Regions from separate parts of the Mus musculus genome. Here regions 1, 2, 3, 4 and 5 are each linked to region 6. Evidence: chromatin contacts called from public HiChIP or PLAC-seq and promoter capture Hi-C data. All regions are on one chromosome and are shown on one strand. The core of a region is the stretch at or near the end of the contact, and the rest is flanking DNA. Distances in the headings are between cores, read along the strand shown. Region 1 holds the start of Ciapin1 (cytokine induced apoptosis inhibitor 1). Region 2 overlaps Gm26843 (a long non-coding RNA gene). Region 3 overlaps Gm26843 (a long non-coding RNA gene). Region 4 holds the start of Ces1f (carboxylesterase 1F). Region 5 holds the start of Kifc3 (kinesin family member C3). Region 6 holds the start of Mt2 (metallothionein 2).

Region 1 (2,796 bases), core at 143-2,642, 670 kb before region 6:
AAGTTCAAATCCCAGCAACCACATGGTGGCTCACAACCACCTGTAACAGAGATCTGATGCCCTCTTCTGGTGCGTCTGAAGACAGCTACAGTGTACTTACATATAATAAATAAATAAACCAAAAAAAAAAAAAAAAAAAAAAGTAAACTCTGATTAAAAAAAAAAAAAAAAGAAAGAAAACACTCAGGAGGCAGGACCAGGCCAATCTCTCTAAGTTCCAGGTCAGTCTGGTCTATATTACAGTGAGTTCCAGGTCAGCCAGAAATATAGAGTGAGACTTTATCTCAAATACTTCAGAAAGGGGACGGTTACTTCGGAGATACCTGTTGTAAACTGCTTGCATAACATTGAAAAAAAGATGAATGTTTGGGCTTTAAGGGCCCACCTAATATAAAGTTGTCGGGAATACAGTTGAACTTTTTGTGGACACAATTTCATGGGTAAATACCCTATGACTGGATTTGTTGGCTCACATTGCATTATTTTTGTTAAACATATTTCGTCTGAAACTCTAGCTAAAAATGCCACAAAGGAAGTCATTGAAAATAATAAGGAAAGAAACACAGAACAGCATGCTTAACAACATCAGCATTTGCTATAGGCCCAGAAAATTTGAAGTGAGGAGCCCCCAAAGTATGGTTGCGAGATCTCTGCGGTTCATGGAGATTTTAGTTGCATATTTTTTGTCACTGTGTCAGTGCAGAAAGATTCTATATACGGACAGCGATTTTTGCTTTTCCACTTAATGACAATGTACAAAGTTTCTAAAAGTAAATGTCTACTATTACTGTGGAGATAAAAATACGGGGCATATGGCAGCAAATGACGAATGTCACCAGCTTAGTGACGTGGTGTGGCAATAACTGACTCTGTGGCTGTTCGGTCGGTTTCTCCAGCGAGGCTGGCACAGCGCCTACGGCGACGGAGAACGCTTTGGAACGGACGAGCTCTGTGACCTTGGGCACACCGAGCCCTCTCTGAAGCTCCATTACCTCTGGGGAACCGGGGTGACAGGACTGCCCCGCGGCTTTTGCCCCCTCACAGCTCAAAGTCCGGCGACTGAAACCCTTAAGTGGCTTTTTCCAGCTCGCGACTCCAGCGGCTCCACGCCGATGCCCTTTACCTTGCTAGCCCCGACCAGAGCCTCTATCATCCCACGCCAAGCCCAGATCCGCCCTGCGCCTTCTTCCCGTTTTTCCCCCTCGCGCCCCGGCTCGGCTGGCTGTCACCTCACCGGGCAGGCACCGCAGCTGCAGGAGCCTCCAGCCCAAGCGGCCGAGGACACCAGACACGGCTGCTGTCGCCGCCATCTTGGAAGTGGGCACGCACGCACGCTGAGGGCGGCGACGCGCCGGGCAGCGTCACGCGTCAGTGGGGCCGCGTCCGCTCACTAGGACTCAGGTGTTGTGCGGCGTCTTCTCGCGAGAGACCAGGACGAGAAGCCGGCGTCCGCGGAGCGGGTTTTCAGGCTACGAGGAAGGTGAGGACGCTCGGGGTCGCTCGAGCATCTGAGCGGGCTTAACGGCCCTCCTAGGGGCCACTCTGGTCTCCCGTGCTCTCGCTTCGGCTTCTGGCGCCGTCATTGTCACCCCTTGGGGAAGCCGGGGTGAGGGGCCGCGGCGGCCGGGGCCCTGCACGCGGCGTGCTGGACGCCGGGGCTCGTCCGCCGCCTTTTTCCGCGTGGAAACCCGGAGCTGGCATCGGGACCGTCAGTTTACTCCTAGCCATCGGTGGTGACCTTGAGTCTCCTCCAGGGCACTTGGCGGAAAGCACCAAAGGTGGGGAGAACCTGGAGCCACAGGTTGTCCATTCGAGCCCGGCATTTATGTCCTAGGATGCTTGTTTATAGAAGGAGCCACCCAGGCTTTTGTCCTGGAGAGTTGCCCCTGTGCCGGGGTGTGGTCCCTAGCGATCACTAGCCATTTGCAAGGTCGGGAGAAGTTCGCTTCTCGGTGCCTGAGTCCAAGCTGCGGGTCTTCAGAGTAGAGCGGACTGCCTCGCTTGCTCTACCAGGGAAGTCTTGATGTTTGCTAGAAGTAAACGGTGTATGTTTAGTGTCATGGTCATGGGGTGGGGGAACATGTATGTATAGGTGCATACGCATGTGTGTGGAGGCCAGAGGACAACTTGGTGTTTCATCAAACTGTGGCCACCTTCTTTGTGACAGGGCCTCTAGTTGGCCTGAAGCGTACCAGTTAAGGCTGGATAACAAACTTTGCCACACGAGCTTTTGAAATATATATACACACACATACATATATACTTATATGTATGTACACATATATGTGTATGTATATATATGTATGTGTATGCATGTATACACACATATATAAAGATTCTGTGTGTGTTGGGGAGGAGTGTCTGCTTCCACTTTGAGTTCTGAGGGTTAAACTCAGGTTGTCAGGCTTTGTAGCAAGCACCCCTAACCCACTGAATCATCTTGGTAGCCCACACCCAAGGTTTTCTATGTGGGTTCTGGGGCTCAAACTCCTTATGCTTGCAAAGCACAGCCTCGCCCTTCCCAGAGCCCTGATAATGAATGGCTTTTGAGAGAAGAGTTTCACCGAGGAGCGTAAACTGTCCTCAGAACTCCTTCACCAGTCTCCCGAGAGAGCTAGGGTTACACGAAGGCTCCGACATTCTTGGCTATTGGTTGGTGTTTGTTTCGCTTTGTGGTATTGAAGAGTGGACCCAGGTCATGCTAGGTTAAGCACATACCACTGAACTGTGACCCTATCCCTAATCAGCTGGACCTGCTACCACTGAGTCACCCCCAGCCTCTCTGCCACCTTAAAT
Region 2 (3,094 bases), core at 143-2,642, 600 kb after region 6:
TTCAGGTGATATGGTACTGGAATATATTTTAATATTTTTACTCACACTGGAAGGTCAAATGTAGCCAAAGCTCCTATTTTTATCTTCAGTCTCAATTAAGCAATGGCCTGTGGCTGGAGAGACTGTAGACTCAGATATGGGCATGCCACTAAAGGAGGTAGCAAGAGGTACCCCAGTGCTTAACTGCCCAGTGCCTATCTTACCTGGGAGGCCACAAGAAACAGGAGGATCATGTGTAGTTGTCCCTTACCGTGTCTCCAGGGTAGGGACAATAGGGCAGCAGGGACTTAATAAATAATTGCTGCATGAATAAGTGGTCACACGCGTGAGTGCTTATACAAGCAAATGTATGAATAGAATGGTTATGAGCATGAATGTATATATGAGTGTATAAAGAATCACATGCATGTATGTAATGTATGAATGGCCACAGGCATTATACACATACCATGAACGTGTACAAATGAATGGCCACGGACATGAGTGTGTAAGCGAGTAACTAGTATATGTGTATGTGTGTGTGTGTGTGTGTGTATGTGTGTGTGTGTGTGTATAATTAGTATATCAATGGGTGACTACAGATATGAGTGTGCGAGTGAGTGTATAAAAGAGGGCTCCATGCATAAATGTATAGACGAACAGTTAATAAGTAAATGCTATGCACATGCTCAGAAGGACTGGCTTCTGCACTGATGGTGGTTAAACAGTTAGGCTGGTTAGGAGCTGGAGGTCTCCTGTCTCCAGAGACTGCACCCCATGAGCATGGGCTATGAGCCAGTTCCTCATCTTCATGCTTAGCACCTCTGCTTCCTCTGCTGTGAAACTGTGTCTCCCCCGTAGCTAAGTTTCTCTGGTTTATGATCTTGCTTCCTTAACCCCACCCTCTTGAATAGGTTAAAAATAGAGCTGAATGAGGCTCGCTGCTGGCTCCTAGATATTTCTTCCCACTCTGCTATTTCTTCTCTCCTTTCTTCCTCCCATCTCTCCTATCCCATGACAGTGTTCTGAGCACCCCTTTTGTGCTTGGCCTTTCAGTTTTGTTTATTTCATTTTGCTTTTTGTTGTCGTTGTTGTTTTCCTTGAACGCCCCCTTCCACACTGTCAGATGGAACCAGAAGCCTGGAGGGACTGGTATACTGCGGTTCCTCGCAGACAAGGGAGGACGTTGGGAGCGCCTTGTATCTTTTAAAATAGACCTGTTGTCGTCGTTGTAGTCGTTGTTGGAATGTATTTTTAGCCCTGTGAGAGATTGGCATGCTCTCTCTACCACCATCTGCCAAAGGCAGTTGCTAAGCAACTGACACTGACGACAGCAAGGGGAGGATCTGGGGACTCTAGTGGCTCAGTCCTGCTGCACTGTTTAGTTCTTATGTGACAACAGTCGGGCCCAAGAGAATAAACACTCCTAACCTGGGAGAGTACAATTCAATTCAGTTCAAAGTTCCTGAGCTGAGCCCAGAGGGGACTGCCCAGGCAACAAGGACAGTGGGAACCAATGTCTTTTTGTTGTCCAGGCAACAAAGACAGTGGGTACTGATGTCTTTTTGGTGGGTAGGGCTTTTATTTAGAAAGGTCAGGTGCTGTTGCACTCACTGAGCAGATATAGCACAGCCACAGCACAGCAGGGATGGGCCTGAGCTGGACATGGGCTATTGGCAAACGGTCAGTCTAGAGCAGGAACCCTGGAATGAAGCAGGAGGCAGATGGCTGGGGTTCCTGGGCTCTCGCCCAACTTGGTTTATATTTCTCTGTCTGAGTTGTCTGCCTTTCTCTGGACTCTAGTTGTCTCCTATCCAAAGTTAGGGTGTCAAACCATGTAGAACACAATCATATAAAGGAAGGCAAAACAATCACAGTACAGGTATCTGTCACTAGGACTTGGCATTGGATCTTCCCTCTGCCTCTTATGGCTTGTGAGTGAGTTCAGGGACGCCTCAGAGACACAGTCTCTTTTGTGAAAGACAGACTTGTTCTTATCGTTCTTTGAGAATTCAGAAAATAGTACTTTGATTTAAGTGTGTACTGCAACACAGAAAATAGGTAGATATCAATAAATGTCAAAGCAGAGAAGGTAAGCTTTCTGTAACCACTTATCCTCTGTCTTATTAACATACTTGAACCTGGGCATGACTCCAGCCTTCCGTGTAACAAAATTCCCACCAAAGACAGCTGAAGAAATGAGAAGGGTACCCCTGCTATCTCATGCACTTTCAGGAAATTGCTTCTCTTAGAGTTTCTTGTAACCCAGGGCATAGCTCTGCCTGGGACACCCATTGACGAAACAAAGTGGAAGGCAGTGCTAGGGACACGGATGAGATGGCAGAGCAAGAAGATGGCAGGAACCTGGGCTGTGCTGGACTTAGTTCAACTCTCTCAACCCATGTAGGATGAAGGGAAAGTGTGTTTTGTGAGGGGTCTGAGCACTGGTGGGTTATCAGGTAGGTACCACAATGGATGGGCAGAGGTGTGTTCTATAGGGAATCTCTGGGAATAGGGAAGCACCTGGCTCTAATTGCTGCCTAAGGGGTGAGAGAGGAAACTGAAGCAATCCTACCCTACCACTCATCAGTTCCTGGGAGTATCTGTACCCTGCAACTTCTAGTCTTCTGTATGCTATGGGCAGAGTGAATGCCAGTAGCCCAAAGTCACACCCTTAGGAATCTCCCAGCCTATAGAGTCCTTCGATTTTTAGTATGGTGACACAGAGCTCATAGAAACAATCAGCTTGCTCAGAAACTAGAAGACATAACAGAATCCATATTTCCTGACCTCCAGGTGATCAGTGCAGCCAACATAGAGGTTAGTGGGTCCACAGGATACCCGTGATGCCTTTCACTTTCCTTGAGAAACCGATAGCTGCTCTCTGTTCTACCCCAGTGCTCTTCCCACTCATCCTGGTACCTGGATGCTCCACTGGTTGTTTGATTTGGTTTAATTTCCAGGCACAGGTTGGTGTGATGATTGGAAGAGGGTTGAACTCAGTCAGGAGGCTTGCCTCCATATTTGCTGTTCTGTTTCATGGGAAAGGGCCTGTAGTTAAAGACTCTTGGTATTCACAGCTTTCAGCTTTGCCTGCTTCCCCCTGTAGGTTGAG
Region 3 (3,139 bases), core at 323-2,822, 570 kb after region 6:
TTATCATGGTGTCAGACAAAGGAAATCAAAAATATTTTGGAGTGGCCTGTGTGGCTAAGTTGGCACGTTTGGTAGATCACATCTATGGAATAAACTTAAATTTATAGTAGTTCATCTAGCTCTAATTCCATTAACCTCTGTTTCCCTTATAGGCAGTGTTGATAGCCAGCAAGCCAGCCACATGACTGTTCTCAGAACTAAGGATACCCCAGCAATGGCTGTGTGATCCTTGGAGAGTCAGAAGGGCAGGGCCAGCTTACAGCTTTGGATTTACTCAGTAATTCAAGCTTCCGTCTCCAAGTGATGAAGACAATGAGCGTAAATAATACTATAATTGGACTAGGTGTGAAGAGACTTAAATGCTCCTTCCAGGTTCTCTGATCTGTTTAAATGTGTGATTGAAAAGTCAGCATTTCCCATCATGTGAAGGGGCGTGAATGTGTTCGGAAGGCTTCATACATGATGCAAGGGCAGCAGCCTGAGAAATCCTAGAGTCTGGCTGCTGCTGCTGAGGTCTTTCAGCTCTGATTCGGAGGTCCCCAGGGGCAATGATTCAGTCCCTCCTCCCCATGCTGGAGCCACTTGTTGACAGTAAGCTCAAGAGAAGTCACTGTTTGTAAGCTCAGCATCAGTGTCCCCCGAGAGTGCGGCCAGCTGGCAGCAGTGCAGAAAGAAGTAAACACATTTGACTTTTCTCTATTGACAATGCCGCATATGTGATGCTCAAGAAGACCGGATGTCTGTGTCAAGGCAGCAGGCTCACTGAGGCTTCGCATCAAGCCCAAGGGCAAGCCCAGTTCTTGCTAGGTTTACTGTGTATGTTGGTCCAAAGGTAGGTAGCCAGACGCAGCTATTGCCCGGAACCCAGTTCAATCCCTGGAACAGAAAAAAAAAAAAAAAAAAAAAAAAAAAAAAAAAAAAAAAAGAAAGAAAGAAACATCTTTAGAGACTGTCTCTTCAGATCAGCCCTCCAGAATGGCCACCTCGATGCTGGAAGAATCCAGAGCTAGCATAATGAGCAGAGATTAGCAGATTGGAAGCAGGTTTCCGGGCTGAGCTCCGAGCCTGCCCCTGACATGGAGAGATCTTGCCGGCAGTGCCTCTTCTCCACCACATAGCACGTGGCAACTTAGCGGCAATGAAATTCATTGTGCGCAATGGAGTGTCAGTTGCTTACTGCTAATGGATGATTTCAAATGGGGAGAAAGATTTATTCAGTAAGTCAAGCATACGTTTCCAAGAGAAGATAACTGGGAGTAAAAACAATTACATGGTTAAACGGGAAATTTTAAACACATCTCCCAAATTCTCCATCAGTCTGTGTAATTTGAAAGGCTGTGGGGATTTGGTTCAGCAAATTATTAATCGAGATTCTTTTCTTTTCCCTGTCTGGTAGCCATTTCAACATGCTAGTGATGGGTGTGGAAGAAACAAGGGGCAGGAGTTTGGCAGCCTCTTGCAGTCCCGAGGCTTGGATTTCTTGGGATTTAGTAGGCTGTCCTTGTGGTGGTCAGAGAGGGCTCAGGAATACTTTGCTGACATCAGGCAAGAATCCAGAGCCCTGCTCAGAGCGCCTTCAGAGGACATCTGGCCAGCTTCATTGTGACAGTGAGGTCCAGATTAGGAAAGGATCACACGAGGGTCGATTGCGGGGCTCTTTGCCAGGCCTCGCCACTGTTGTTTCTACGGAGTGGGAATACTAACACTGGCCTCAGTGAGATGTGCCAGGGAAGAACGGGAATAGGAAGGAGATACATTTAGTCCCTGGAAAGGTGGGGAAGGATTTGCCACGTACTTATTTACATTCATTCTGTGAGGATCCCACGTCTTTTACCACCTTACCAGCTGTGCCTACAGCGAGGTGAGGCTCCTGGTTCCCTGTCCCCCCTGCGTTGAGCACAGGCATAGGCAGACACAGCCCCTGACATTTTCCTTGATGGTGACAGCTGGTGAGACTTTTGACTAAAGGCATAAAGAGCAAGCAGCAAAGAACAGTTACTGTGTTAAAAGCAGTTTAAAAAATGTGCTGCACCATCTGTTTGGCCACAGAGGTTTTGTGGGGCATGCGTGGGGTTGGGGGGGGAGCCTCATCTCCCACTTCTGGGTGTCACCTTGGTCAGGGCCAGCAAGGAGAAACTTTTCCAAGACTGCAACCTTTGTCTTTTACTTACCTCAGCCTCTCTTTCTGCTCCCCATGCAAAGCCTCATCTTGGTTTTTTGAAAAGACATTTTCTCAACTTCTTCAACTGCTGATGAAGTACCAGATCTGTAGATCGTAGTGGATTGGCTCAAAGGTGGGCTTTTGCTTTCAGCATTGATTATGTAAGCTGGCACACTGTAAGAGAAATAGGACTTAGGATAGTATCTTAGCTGAGGACGGAGCTCCGTGGTAGAGCACTTTGTGTACAAAGCTCTGGGTTCAAATCCTAGGCTTCACTCTGTGTTTTCTTTCACATCTTAAAGTAGTCCACCTTTTTTTCCTGCTGACATTTCTTATTAAACTCACATCTGGTATATTTTTCAGTTTTGTTTTATTTTGTTGTTGTTGTTGTTAAAAAATTATAACAATACGTGTTCTAATTAGTTATCTCCGTGTTACACGGAAACTATTAATGTTGTTTGCTAATTTCACACACACTTCTTTTGATGAATTCATGTTTAATTACATGAATATCTTGGCGCTTGTATGTTTTTGATGTAGGTCATTATACTGATTGCAAATATCAACAGCTTTGTCTCTTTCTGTTGAGTGTTGAATTTCTTATTTCCTTCTCTTGTCTGTCACTGAGCAAGCTTTGAGTACAACATTAATAAGTAGCAGTGCTTCTGAGCATCTGCTCTGATCCTGTCTCCAGCTATCACCTGTGCTGTGAGTCCAGGGCAAACAAGCGTCGTTTGTTGTTTCAATAAAAAAAAAAGTATTAAAAGTTTATCAAATTTCAGCGTGTTAAAATCATTCGCTGAGATGATTTTAGTCTATTGAGTCACCTGGATTGTTTTTTAATTTTGTATTCGCCTTACATCCTGGCTCTAATAAACTACTGGTTTTGATTTTCTGATGTTTTATGTAGGGATTTTATATGTTTACTCCTAAACAAAATGGTGTCTTTCACCCCATATCCACTGCCTTTTCCTTGTC
Region 4 (3,140 bases), core at 489-2,988, 890 kb after region 6:
TGAGGTCAGGGCTTGCAGGCTCTCAAGTAACATTTGTCAACGAAATAGAAGGATGGATAAAAACCTTAAATAAATAGGAATCATACAACCCAGCAGGTTCTAGCAGGTTAAAAAAAGATGCATAGTGAGCTACACATCGCTGCCGACTTAGCACGTTTCCATCACGCCTCAGACAAATGCAAAACCCAAATGCAGGCTCCCCAGCCTTGGCAGCTCTCCATTGCCCCTTCATCTCCTTTCCCTCAGCAACCAGCCCTCATTGTTCATCTTTATGTTCTGGAACCTTCACGCAACTGGAAGCCTAAAGCCTATTAGCTTCATGACTGGCTTCTTTTATTTTTCATAATTTCAAGTTATGGCAGCACCTGCTCTTACAAACAATATTCAGTGAGGGACACAGGTGACCAATTTATTTATTGTTCAGTTCATGAACATTTATTTGGGCTGTTTCTGCCCCTTAAAATATTAGAAATAAATGCTCTTTGTACAGATAGTTTTTTACTGCTCATGGTTTTAATTATTGTAGGTATGTTAGTAGGACTGGAACTCTCTGCCTAGCTATCAGAGAAACTAAGTCTTTAAACTAAGTGATAATCTATAACTTGTGTTTTCCTCTCCTGAGCTGATCCTCTCTATTTCCTGATCACACAGTGATGCCCACAGCTACTTTGAGTGGAGCTATGGCATTTGCTTAGCCAGCTGTACCAGACTGTATTCAACCAAAGCACTGTCCTAAGGCATTTGATGGTCCTAGGAAGGGGATCTCAGCAGCTTCCTTCAATAGCACCTTGTGAAAGACCCTCTCCCAAGTGCATGCTTATACCGTAGCCCCATGGTTTGCAGCTTGGACACATATGCCAGACTCTTCCTGACCTCACATCTGTTCTGGTTAATATTCAAAGTATTCCTGGATCAATGGGCAGGTAGGTGGTAAAAGCCAAGGATTTTGAAATGGAGTTGAATTATTATAAGAAAGATCTATACCTAAAGTTCTGCCCTGAACTGAGTGAGTTCCCAAACTTGGTTGCATGTGGCCCAAGATAGGGCCACTTGGCAAGATGACTATACAAATAATCTAAACTTCTCCAAGGAGGGTAGTTGAAGCTTAACGTTGTTACCAAACACAAGAGTCCAAAATGCTAGAAAAGGGAGGCAGAGACATGTGCCCTGATCTCCCTGGTGAACAGCTGTGGAGCTGTGAATTTCTCTAAAAAATTTCAGCCTGTTATAAGAATCCCCCCACCTCACTAAAGCTTTTCACTGCCTGGAGGTATTTGCTTGACTTTGAGATCTCCTGGCACTCTGAAGCGAGAGTGTTACAAGGAAAAATATTTATGAAAGAAGTGGGAGGGAGTGGGTAGGGGAGCAGGGTGGGGGGAGAGTATAGGGGACTTTTGGAATAGCATTTGAAATGTAAATGAAGAAAATATCTAATAAAAAGTTTTTTTTTTTAAAAGAAGCTGTTGATCTGTCATCTGAGAGTTTCATACTAATTGTTTATATATAAGACAGCTAATGCTGGGTGCATGAGTGTTCAGATAAAGCAGGGTAAACTTGGAAGAGCTGTGGCTAAGGAAGAGAAAGAGGTGTTTGTGTGTGTGTGTGTGTGTGTGTGTGTGTGTGTGTGTGTGTGTGTGTAGTTCTGTATTGTGTAATTGGGCTCTGTGGGCAGGACTCCTGGGAGGTTCCCAGGATGTGGGCAGGACCTTACACACCCCTTCCTTGTGGATCAGAGTTAGAAGGTCCATTGACTTGGGAGCCTGTCCATGCAAGATGTTCCTTAGCACTCTGTTCCTGGTGTCTCTAGCAACCTGTGTGATTTGCGGTGAGTACTTTTGAAATACAAATTTGTGGGGGACACAAAGAGTAGCAGGGTTGTGCATAGAGCACAGACAAGACAGATTTAGTTCTGCAGGAGAACTCACTCTCCAGACTTGGATTTGCCTCTAAGTGGCCTACACCATGGTGCAGGACACTCTGAGATCAAGAGACACTAAAATCCCTGAGTCCCTGCAGCACACTTAGGTACAGAGGACGAAGAGCCAACTCCAGCACAAGAGGAATCAAGACAGGTTGGTTCCCTTACTTCACTGGACTATAGAGGATTAGTTGGTTTCATTTCTAAAGCTTTTTAGGTACACTTGCAATAGGATGCCCCTTCATGCCTTTACATGTAGTGGGTCCTCCATTATTAATACATAATACATAAATATAGGATGTACTAATAGAAAATACACAGTATGGTCAAGCTAGCACATCAGGACCAAATAGTCATTGAAAAACCACTTTGTTGTTCATTTTCCCCAAGAAGAAAGTCATAGTACTAAGGTAGGGGGGACAGGACGTGCCAGGTCAGTGAGGAGGCTCAGGCTGGGGAGCCTGTAGCAAATGCCTCTTTTGTTAGCATTTCAAGGAACTTTAGGGAACAGTGCACATCTCAAGTGTCTGGTACCAGGTTCAGGGTAATGAGGGCAGATGGACAGGCAGACAGTAGTCCATGCTATCATAAAGGAGATGTTTAGTTAGGGTCATGCCTCTGAAATTGATAGACTCTGAGAGAGACAGTTCCCAAGAGTCATGATAGCCTCCTAAACATCAGATACATGAGTTAAATTCATGGTAAATATGTGGTTATAGCATTGATTTCAATGTATATCTGTGCCATTAATAGGTGGCCTGTAAAAACTGGTATGTTCTTCCAAGTTTATCTGGCAAATCATGTCCAGGGCTGTCTCTAGCACTTAAATACAGAGCCAGTACTCAGCAATCAATCCCTTAAATGCCTCACCCTGTGTGGACAGGTGACGTTGAGAGAGGCCTGGAACTGAAGGACCCAGATTTGAAGCAGAACATGCCTTTGCTGCTGGTTACCCTGGCAACGGCATACTCTCCATTTTTAGGAACTCCACACAGGATTGATTCTTCCAAGTTAAATAGACACACCAATAGTTACCTAGAAAGACGATATTGTTATGAATTCAAGAAACTGGGATGTACCTCTGGTATACAGTAGGCATTACATGTGTGTGCAATGTTGTAAGTCATAGCTTCTGTTGGCAATGTTCTCACCCTACCCCCACCCCTTGCATGCAAGCACATTTTGCTCTAGGTAATCCTGTTGAAAGTTCATAGTTAATTCA
Region 5 (3,180 bases), core at 350-2,849, 970 kb before region 6:
CCCCTGTGCACAGTGCACATGTGTGCATCCCTATAGGACTTGGAGCCTCAGCTCTGACCCATTCTGAGTTTGCCTCTCCTCTCTTGAACACATGGACATAGGAGGTGCCCATCTCCTGGGCGGATCAGTGTGGAACGGGACCTTGCTGTTACAGAGCACAGTGCCAGACACTATACTCACCAGGAATAAATGGTGTCTATTATGTGCACAAGGGAAAAGGGCTGTCCTAAATGAAGTGTTGGCAGCACTTACACCCAGTGGGTGGGATCACAGTCACAAGGAACATCCATTACTTTTCTAATTGGAGAAAAGAGAACAATAAATGTTTTTATTAGTTAAAACAAAACAAAACAAAACCTGACTTTGGCTTTGCTAGAAGGAAACTGAAGTTTATGTCAGTGTCCCAATCCTTAAGGAAGACAAGGTTTCTCCTTTTATATGCAAACTTAAATGCAGGACACACCCCTTCCCCTCGAATAGAGCCTTCAATAGATGAGACAGTGCTTGCTTCCAGCTGGGGGCCTACTGGCCAGGCCTGGCCTGGCACCAGGCACCCTGTGGGGCCTAAGTCCTTGTCTCTGTTTTTGCTCCAGATTCTTGACACGTGGCTCAGCAGCGGAAGCGGGAAGCAGGCCCAGAGGAGGCAGCAAGGCCCTCCCTAGGTCTCTCCTAGGCCATTTCTGGCAAGCCTGAAGGGGTAGACCCTCACCCTCCTCAGGTTATCTGGGGACCATCAGCCTCTGCGGGACAGGCTCCTGTGGCACATTCTCCTTCCGCACTCCGGAGTGGGCATACTGGGGCTGGAATAAATGCCTCTCTGTTTGGGAGACAAAGAACAGAGTGGCTCCTTTGGGTCAGCAGTCTCTCTTGGCTGCCTGAGCCTTCTCTCCCCCAGGCCTCTTCAGTGGCTCCTAGACGCCCCAGGAAGGAGCTTTTAAAGACAGACGGTGGAGCTGTTTTGCCGGAGCTTAAGGGAATGCGTTACCTTAACAAACCCCAAGCCTGCTGCTCAAGAAAATATTTATTGGTTGGGGGTGCAGGGGTGCAGCTGGCAAGGCAGGATGCCAGGCTGGGCACAGAGAGAGGGTGCACGCCTGTGTAACAGAGCAGGTGAACGTGTGGTATGCGTGTGCTCGATCTCGCGTGCAAGAGCTTGTGTGAGGAAATGTATTAAGATGTGAGTCTGTGTGTGTGTGTGTGCCAGTTGTGTGTGGATCCTAGCTGGCGTGCGTGAAACTTCTGCACCTGGGTTTGGGGTGGAGTACAAACCGTTTTGAGGGTGAGTGTTAACGTTAACTCCTGGGTAGGAGTAATGGGTGAGGGCGAGTGTGCAGGTACGCGGTGTGCAGTGGAGGGTGTGAGCCAGCTCGGAAGGGGCAGGCAAGGTGCGCCTGGGCTCGTGCACCAGTGGGTGTGCGCACAAGGGTGTACCAGCCTGTGTCGGGTGGATGGGTAGGATAAGAGGGGAGGCATGCGCCTGGGGTGGGCGCGTGCGCGAGAGTGCGCGTGCCCCCCTCCCGAGCCCGTTACCATGGGAACGCGCCGCGGCCTGAGTTAATCATTTCCTGTGGAAAGTGCGGGAGGGGCGGGCACGGGGCGGGCCAAGGAGGCAGCGGCGGCGGCGTGGAGCTGCCTCGCGCGGGCGGGCGGGCCGGAGCCGGCCGGAGCGGGCCGAGCCCGGGGCGCTGCGGTGGCGGCGCTGGGATCCTGTCTCCGCTAGGCCGGTGAGTCGGGTCCCGGCAGGCTGGGGGTGGAATGGGACGGGCTCCTCCCGGCGCTCCTGCTGGGCGCCGCGCCCGCCCTGCCTGAGGACCCCCTCTTTCCCCGACCCGGTGGGTGTTGCGATCAGGCCCCAAGAGACCCGGCTGAGCGCGGGGCTCCCACTGTATTGGTCCAACCGGAGGATCTTGCAGAGACCTGGGCGTGAGGGTGGCACAGCCTCTGGGGTAGCGCCACCAAGACCGACTCCTTGGAGGGGGAATGTGCAGTGCCTACCTGGGAGCTGCGGGTCAACCAGTGAACCCCCTCCCCCTGCAAGGGTCGCTTCCAGGAAGGCTACTGTTTGGGCCCTCCCTCTGTGTCCCCCGAGTAGTTCTCCCCCATCCCCCGGGCAAGGCCCGAGGTGGGGTGCGGCAGCCCCTAGGTTAGGAGGGAGGGCCTCAGAAATACCCTCTCAAGCTGAGAGGGATCAAGTCATTGACAGCTGCGGCTGAGGAATCCCTGCAGGGAGGGGAGCCCAGAAGCTGTCTGTCCCCTCAGCCTTTCCACTGCAAGTAACAGGAGAACTCTGGCTGACACAGTGAAAGGCCGGGTCCTGAGACATTTTAAAGAGGAAGCTGGATTTAAATTCTTAAGTAGTATTTGTCACCCTTCCAAAACATACACACACACTTTAATGCATTTCTCAAGCTTGGGCCTTGGGACTACCCCTAGCTTCACCTTCCTTAGTGTCCTTCTGCCCCAGACTGGGTAAATGCCCTTCCTAGTCTGGTAGGACTTATTCCCCATGCCCTTCATAAAGGGGCAGTCTCCTTGGCTAGAGAGAGTCATTTGCTAGGAATGCAGTCCCAGAATGGTTTTGTGTATTGGAGTGGTTGGACTTCAGGGTTTGGGGATGGTAAGTTCTGCTGTCTGTATGGGTACCAGAGAGCAGAAAATTTGAAATCTGGATGCACCAGAACATGTGTGTGCCAGGGATACCCTAACCCAGTCTAGCCATGCCCCCTCCCCCAAATGCTCACCCAGGAGAACTAAGCTATCCCCTGCAGTGGTGTATAGGTGACTATGAGGTCTACACACACACACACACACACACACACACACACACACACAGAGAGAGAGAGAGAGAGAGAGAGAGAGAGAGAGAGTGAGTCTTTGCCCTGTCTCTGGTTTAAGACAGGAGGAAGGCAGATCTACCATCCTTAGCTAAACCCAGAGAAGCACATGCCCCTCCCCCAAACAGCTTCCGCATTCACCCACCAATGGGACAGTTTACCAAGAGATAGCAGCATCTTGGGCCCTTTGCCTGTGTCCATACTTCATATGTGTATTTTCTGATGTCAGCCCTGAGAAGTACAGTTTTCACCACTTGATACATGAAGATGATAAGGCAAAGAGCAGGTAATTAATTCTTCTAGGTGGCGGAGCCAAGGTCTGACCTAGCCCATAGCTCTACTGCAT
Region 6 (3,071 bases), core at 213-2,712:
TAAGTCTAAGGCAGAAGCTCAAGGACAGCTTAGGTTACACAGTTAAGATCTGGCCTCAAAACCAAAGGTCACCAAAATTTGAGACCAAGCTGGCTTCAGAGTTAGTGGTCCTTCTGCCTCAGGCTCTCAAGTGTTGGGGTTATTACTCGTGGGAGACGTCATATCTGACTCACTCCCATTTTTATTTACAGGTATTTCATACTTTAAGCCTAAAAACCGAAAATAATTAGGGGTAGGGATGTGGCGCATTAGAGCACCTGGGTTTAGTAAGCAGGAAGCTTTCGGTTTAATCCCCAATACACACACACACACACACACACACACACACACACACACACACACACACACGCCCAGTAGGAATGGCCCATTTCTGTGACCAATGCATGCTTCTGCATGACCACTTTCTAGGCGGTCAAAGTCCAGAGAAATATAATCCGACTAGCTCAAATTCAGCTGCTGCAGTCCCATCTCAACGCCTCTGCCAGCCCTTAACCAATGCACAGAGACAAGCTGAATTAATCAAGTCAACGGCTTTTATTGTCAGTTACATGCTTTATAGAAAAAGTTGTGGAGAACGAGTCAGGGTTGTACAAAAAAGGCTAGGCTTCTACATGGTCTATTTACACAGATGTGGGGACCCCTCCGCCCCCCTTCAGGCACAGCAGCTGCACTTGTCGGAAGCCTCTTTGCAGATGCAGCCCTGGGAGCACTTCGCACAGCCCACGGGGCAGCAGGAGCAGCAGCCTGTGGGGAGAGAAGAGTTGAACGTGAGCGAGAAACCTTGTCAGAGGCACACCACCTGAACGCTCCCGGGAGGGAAGGCGCGGCGCGGCGGGCTAGGGACCCCAGGAGAGTGACGGGGAAATGGCAGAGAAGATCCAACTTACTTTTCTTGCAGGAAGTACATTTGCATTGTTTGCATTTGCAGGCGCCAGCGCAGGAGCAGGATCCATCTAAAAGTAGAAGGCAGTCAGTGAGCGCGGTTGAGTGGGACCCGGGAGTACCTGAACGCTGTTCTCCTAGGAAGGTGAGGCAAATCACCCGGGTAGGCGAGCCACTATCTCAAGGACTAGTTTAAAGGAGCAGGAGTGCTTCAGAATTCATTCGGAAGGGGTAGCCGGTCGTACCCTTAAAGTAATTACTAAAGGAGGGGCCAAAAAGCCTGTCTAGCTCTCCCAGAAATCCCGTCAGCAGTCCCCCTTACCGGAGGCACAGGAGCAGTTGGGGTCCATGGCGAGTGGAGGCGGCGGTTGAAGATCGACGAGAGATCGGTTTGAAGAGTTCTAGGAGCGTGATGGAGAGAAGCACGCGGAGCGCGACCTTTATAGCGGAGAGTATTGGGTCGAGCGCAAAAGCTCCGCCCGGGTGGAAGGCACCATGCACGCGCCCCCGCCGCCTGCACACGCCCTTTTTCTGGCTCAAGGGATATGGCCAGCACACGCCCCTGGGCCTGCGCACGACCCGAATTCTGCAAGCGGCCCTCTTTTTGCTCGTGGGACAGAGCCTGCACACGCCCTCCCCCCACCCCCCGCGCTGAGTCACACCCCCTTTCTCTGGGCTCAGGGACTGAGAGCAAAGGAGCTGAGCGCAAAGGGTCTGCGATCCGGTGGGAACCGGTTCCAGGACACCTGCTTGCTCCCGCGCGCGCCCTTTGCGGTGCCCCGGGGCCCGAGGGGCCGGGTGCAGAGGCGATGCTGAGCGACGAGACCTCTGGCCGCCCAGATCACGCCACGGGGACACAGTTTCCGCGCATGTCTTGTGTGCTAACCTGGGTGAAAGCGGGGCTTGGAGACCCTGCGTACAGGAAAACTTAGCTGGCAGTGTGAACCGGTTACAAAAACCAGCCCTACCCCTGGCTTAACTGCTGTTGGTGATGTACTCCTGCCCCCCTGCGTGTCACGTGCTGCGGGCACCGTAAGAGCTGTCGTTTTTCCTTACAAACGCTGGTTGGAGTGTTCATTATTCTCACCGTAGAAAAGTGGAAACGGAGACGCAGTCACATAGTCACTTGCCCAAGATGAGTGTAGGGTTCGAATCCACTAAGGCACCAGCCAGTTGTCAAGAGACTAGAGACCATAGACACAAGCCTTGTGCTAAGACTTACTCTTGGGGGGCGGGGGGAGGGCAGCGAGTGACAGGAAAAAATGGTGGGGGTCTTTGCTGGAGGTGGAATTCAAGAGAACGAAAGCAGTCCATTCTGGGAGGATATGGACCAGGGCCCTTTGCCAGGGTGTTTGCCAAGTAGGAAGGGCCAGATGGTGGTGTTCTGAAACACACGGATGGAAAGCCCCACGTAACCCGACCCACCTCCACCCACGGGTGGATGCTGAGGGGAAGGGTGGAGATGGCAGCCAAAATTTCTTCCCCTGGAGGTACATGGTGTTTCCCCACTTGCTTAAGTCTGCTGAAATCAGACTGGAAGTCATAGCTGGAATGTCTGTGTCATCTGCAGAGCCAGGAAACTGGTGCCGGAAGCTTCCCGGCAGGCCGACTCGGATACTTTCAACGGAGGCTGTGGGTGGGTTGTAACAGGACAGGCTGTCCTCGCAGCTCTTAGTGAAAACTGGGGCAATGCCTTCTTGACTCATTCCAGGCATTACTGGATGCCCACGGCTGTCCATGGATTGTGTGATTAAACACCGTGTCCTTTCCCTTCCTGGCACTTTCTGTGGCTGCCCTGGCTATGAACTTGAACCGGATTGATTTCTGGGCTCCCGTGCTCCCTTTCCAGACTGACCCCAGAGCAGTCTTTGCTGTAACTCCAGCCTCAAGCCAGGATGTTGTTGGCAGTCACCGCTGGCCAAGTCCCGTAAATTCATGGAGGTAACTAACCCACGGTACGGTTATTCCTGCCCAGTTCTCACTTCCCGCTAGGACTTAGATTTTGAAAATGGAAGTACGTCGTAGACTGGATGTATCCGCCAGTTCCTTTAATCAGAGCACTCAAGAGGCAGAGGCACGTAAATTTCTGTGAGTTCAAGGTCAGCCTAGTCTACATAGTGAGTTCCAGTCCAGCTTTGGCTATAAGGTGAGACCCTGTCTCAAACAAACAAAAAATACAAGCAACAATG

Evidence for each region. Promoter capture Hi-C pulls out the DNA fragments that hold promoters and counts their contacts. HiChIP or PLAC-seq counts read pairs in DNA pulled down with a chosen protein or histone mark. Capture Hi-C pulls out chosen DNA fragments and counts their contacts.
Region 1: a contact with region 6 is called in a promoter capture Hi-C map of liver. The contact joins the promoter of Ciapin1 here to the promoter of Mt2 in region 6. A contact is called at or near these places in 3 of 39 promoter capture datasets (liver and pre-B cells), 1 of 484 Hi-C or Micro-C datasets (the G1E-ER4 cell line) and 1 of 9 other capture datasets (liver).
Region 2: a promoter capture Hi-C map of hippocampal neurons shows a contact between it and region 6, with 3 times the contacts expected there. The contact joins the enhancer-like site here to the promoter of Mt2 in region 6. A contact is called at or near these places in 5 of 39 promoter capture datasets (cranial neural crest, embryonic stem cells, hippocampal neurons and 2 more) and 3 of 115 datasets of contacts at active chromatin or transcription factors (astrocytes, embryonic forebrain and embryonic stem cells).
Region 3: a promoter capture Hi-C map of hippocampal neurons shows a contact between it and region 6, with 4 times the contacts expected there. The contact joins the enhancer-like site here to the promoter of Mt2 in region 6. A contact is called at or near these places in 9 of 39 promoter capture datasets (the 3T3-L1 cell line, the HPC-7 cell line, cranial neural crest and 5 more) and 4 of 115 datasets of contacts at active chromatin or transcription factors (embryonic forebrain and embryonic stem cells).
Region 4: a contact with region 6 is called in a promoter capture Hi-C map of liver, with 2.7 times the contacts expected there. The contact joins the promoter of Ces1f here to the promoter of Mt2 in region 6. A contact is called at or near these places in 2 of 39 promoter capture datasets (3T3-L1-derived adipocytes and liver).
Region 5: a FOXA1 HiChIP or PLAC-seq map of pancreatic cancer cells shows a contact between it and region 6. The contact joins the promoter of Kifc3 here to the promoter of Mt2 in region 6. A contact is called at or near these places in 1 of 484 Hi-C or Micro-C datasets (liver) and 1 of 115 datasets of contacts at active chromatin or transcription factors (pancreatic cancer cells).

What each region holds. Positions count from the first base shown.
Region 1 is chr8:94,836,936-94,839,731 of GRCm38.p6, reverse strand. Ciapin1 (cytokine induced apoptosis inhibitor 1) reads left to right here and starts at 1,392. Exons shown (of 9, transcript NM_134141.4): 1 at 1,392-1,480. It overlaps Coq9 (coenzyme Q9), which reads right to left and starts at 1,319. Exons shown (of 9, transcript NM_026452.3): 1 at 1,235-1,319. The coding sequence starts at 1,310.
Region 2 is chr8:93,568,074-93,571,167 of GRCm38.p6, reverse strand. The region is part of intron 9 of Gm26843 (a long non-coding RNA gene); the gene reads left to right. Among named protein-coding and RNA genes, the nearest start is that of Ces5a, 34 kb to the right of the region's middle. Within about 2 kb of position 1,392, at least 115 of the 459 cell types and tissues checked have an H3K27ac peak or open chromatin away from gene starts, as enhancers often do. A contact at or near this core is called in astrocytes, embryonic forebrain, hippocampal neurons and 1 more, where this site is marked.
Region 3 is chr8:93,597,459-93,600,597 of GRCm38.p6, reverse strand. All of the region lies in intron 8 of Gm26843 (a long non-coding RNA gene), which reads left to right. Among named protein-coding and RNA genes, the nearest start is that of Ces5a, 63 kb to the right of the region's middle. Within about 2 kb of position 1,572, at least 49 of the 459 cell types and tissues checked have an H3K27ac peak or open chromatin away from gene starts, as enhancers often do. A contact at or near this core is called in hippocampal neurons, where this site is marked.
Region 4 is chr8:93,278,334-93,281,473 of GRCm38.p6, reverse strand. It overlaps Ces1f (carboxylesterase 1F), which reads left to right and starts at 1,738. Exons shown (of 14, transcript NM_144930.2): 1 at 1,738-1,825. The coding sequence starts at 1,774.
Region 5 is chr8:95,140,976-95,144,155 of GRCm38.p6, reverse strand. Kifc3 (kinesin family member C3) reads left to right here and starts at 1,599. Exons shown (of 22, transcript NM_001372314.1): 1 at 1,599-1,724. All of the region lies in intron 1 of Gm31036 (a long non-coding RNA gene), which reads right to left.
Region 6 is chr8:94,171,009-94,174,079 of GRCm38.p6, reverse strand. Mt2 (metallothionein 2) reads right to left here and starts at 1,462. Exons shown (of 3, transcript NM_008630.2): 1 at 1,205-1,462; 2 at 888-953; 3 at 513-744. The coding sequence starts at 1,232. The coding sequence ends at 653. Gm39227 (a long non-coding RNA gene) reads left to right here and starts at 2,425. Exons shown (of 3, transcript XR_879107.2): 1 at 2,425-2,823.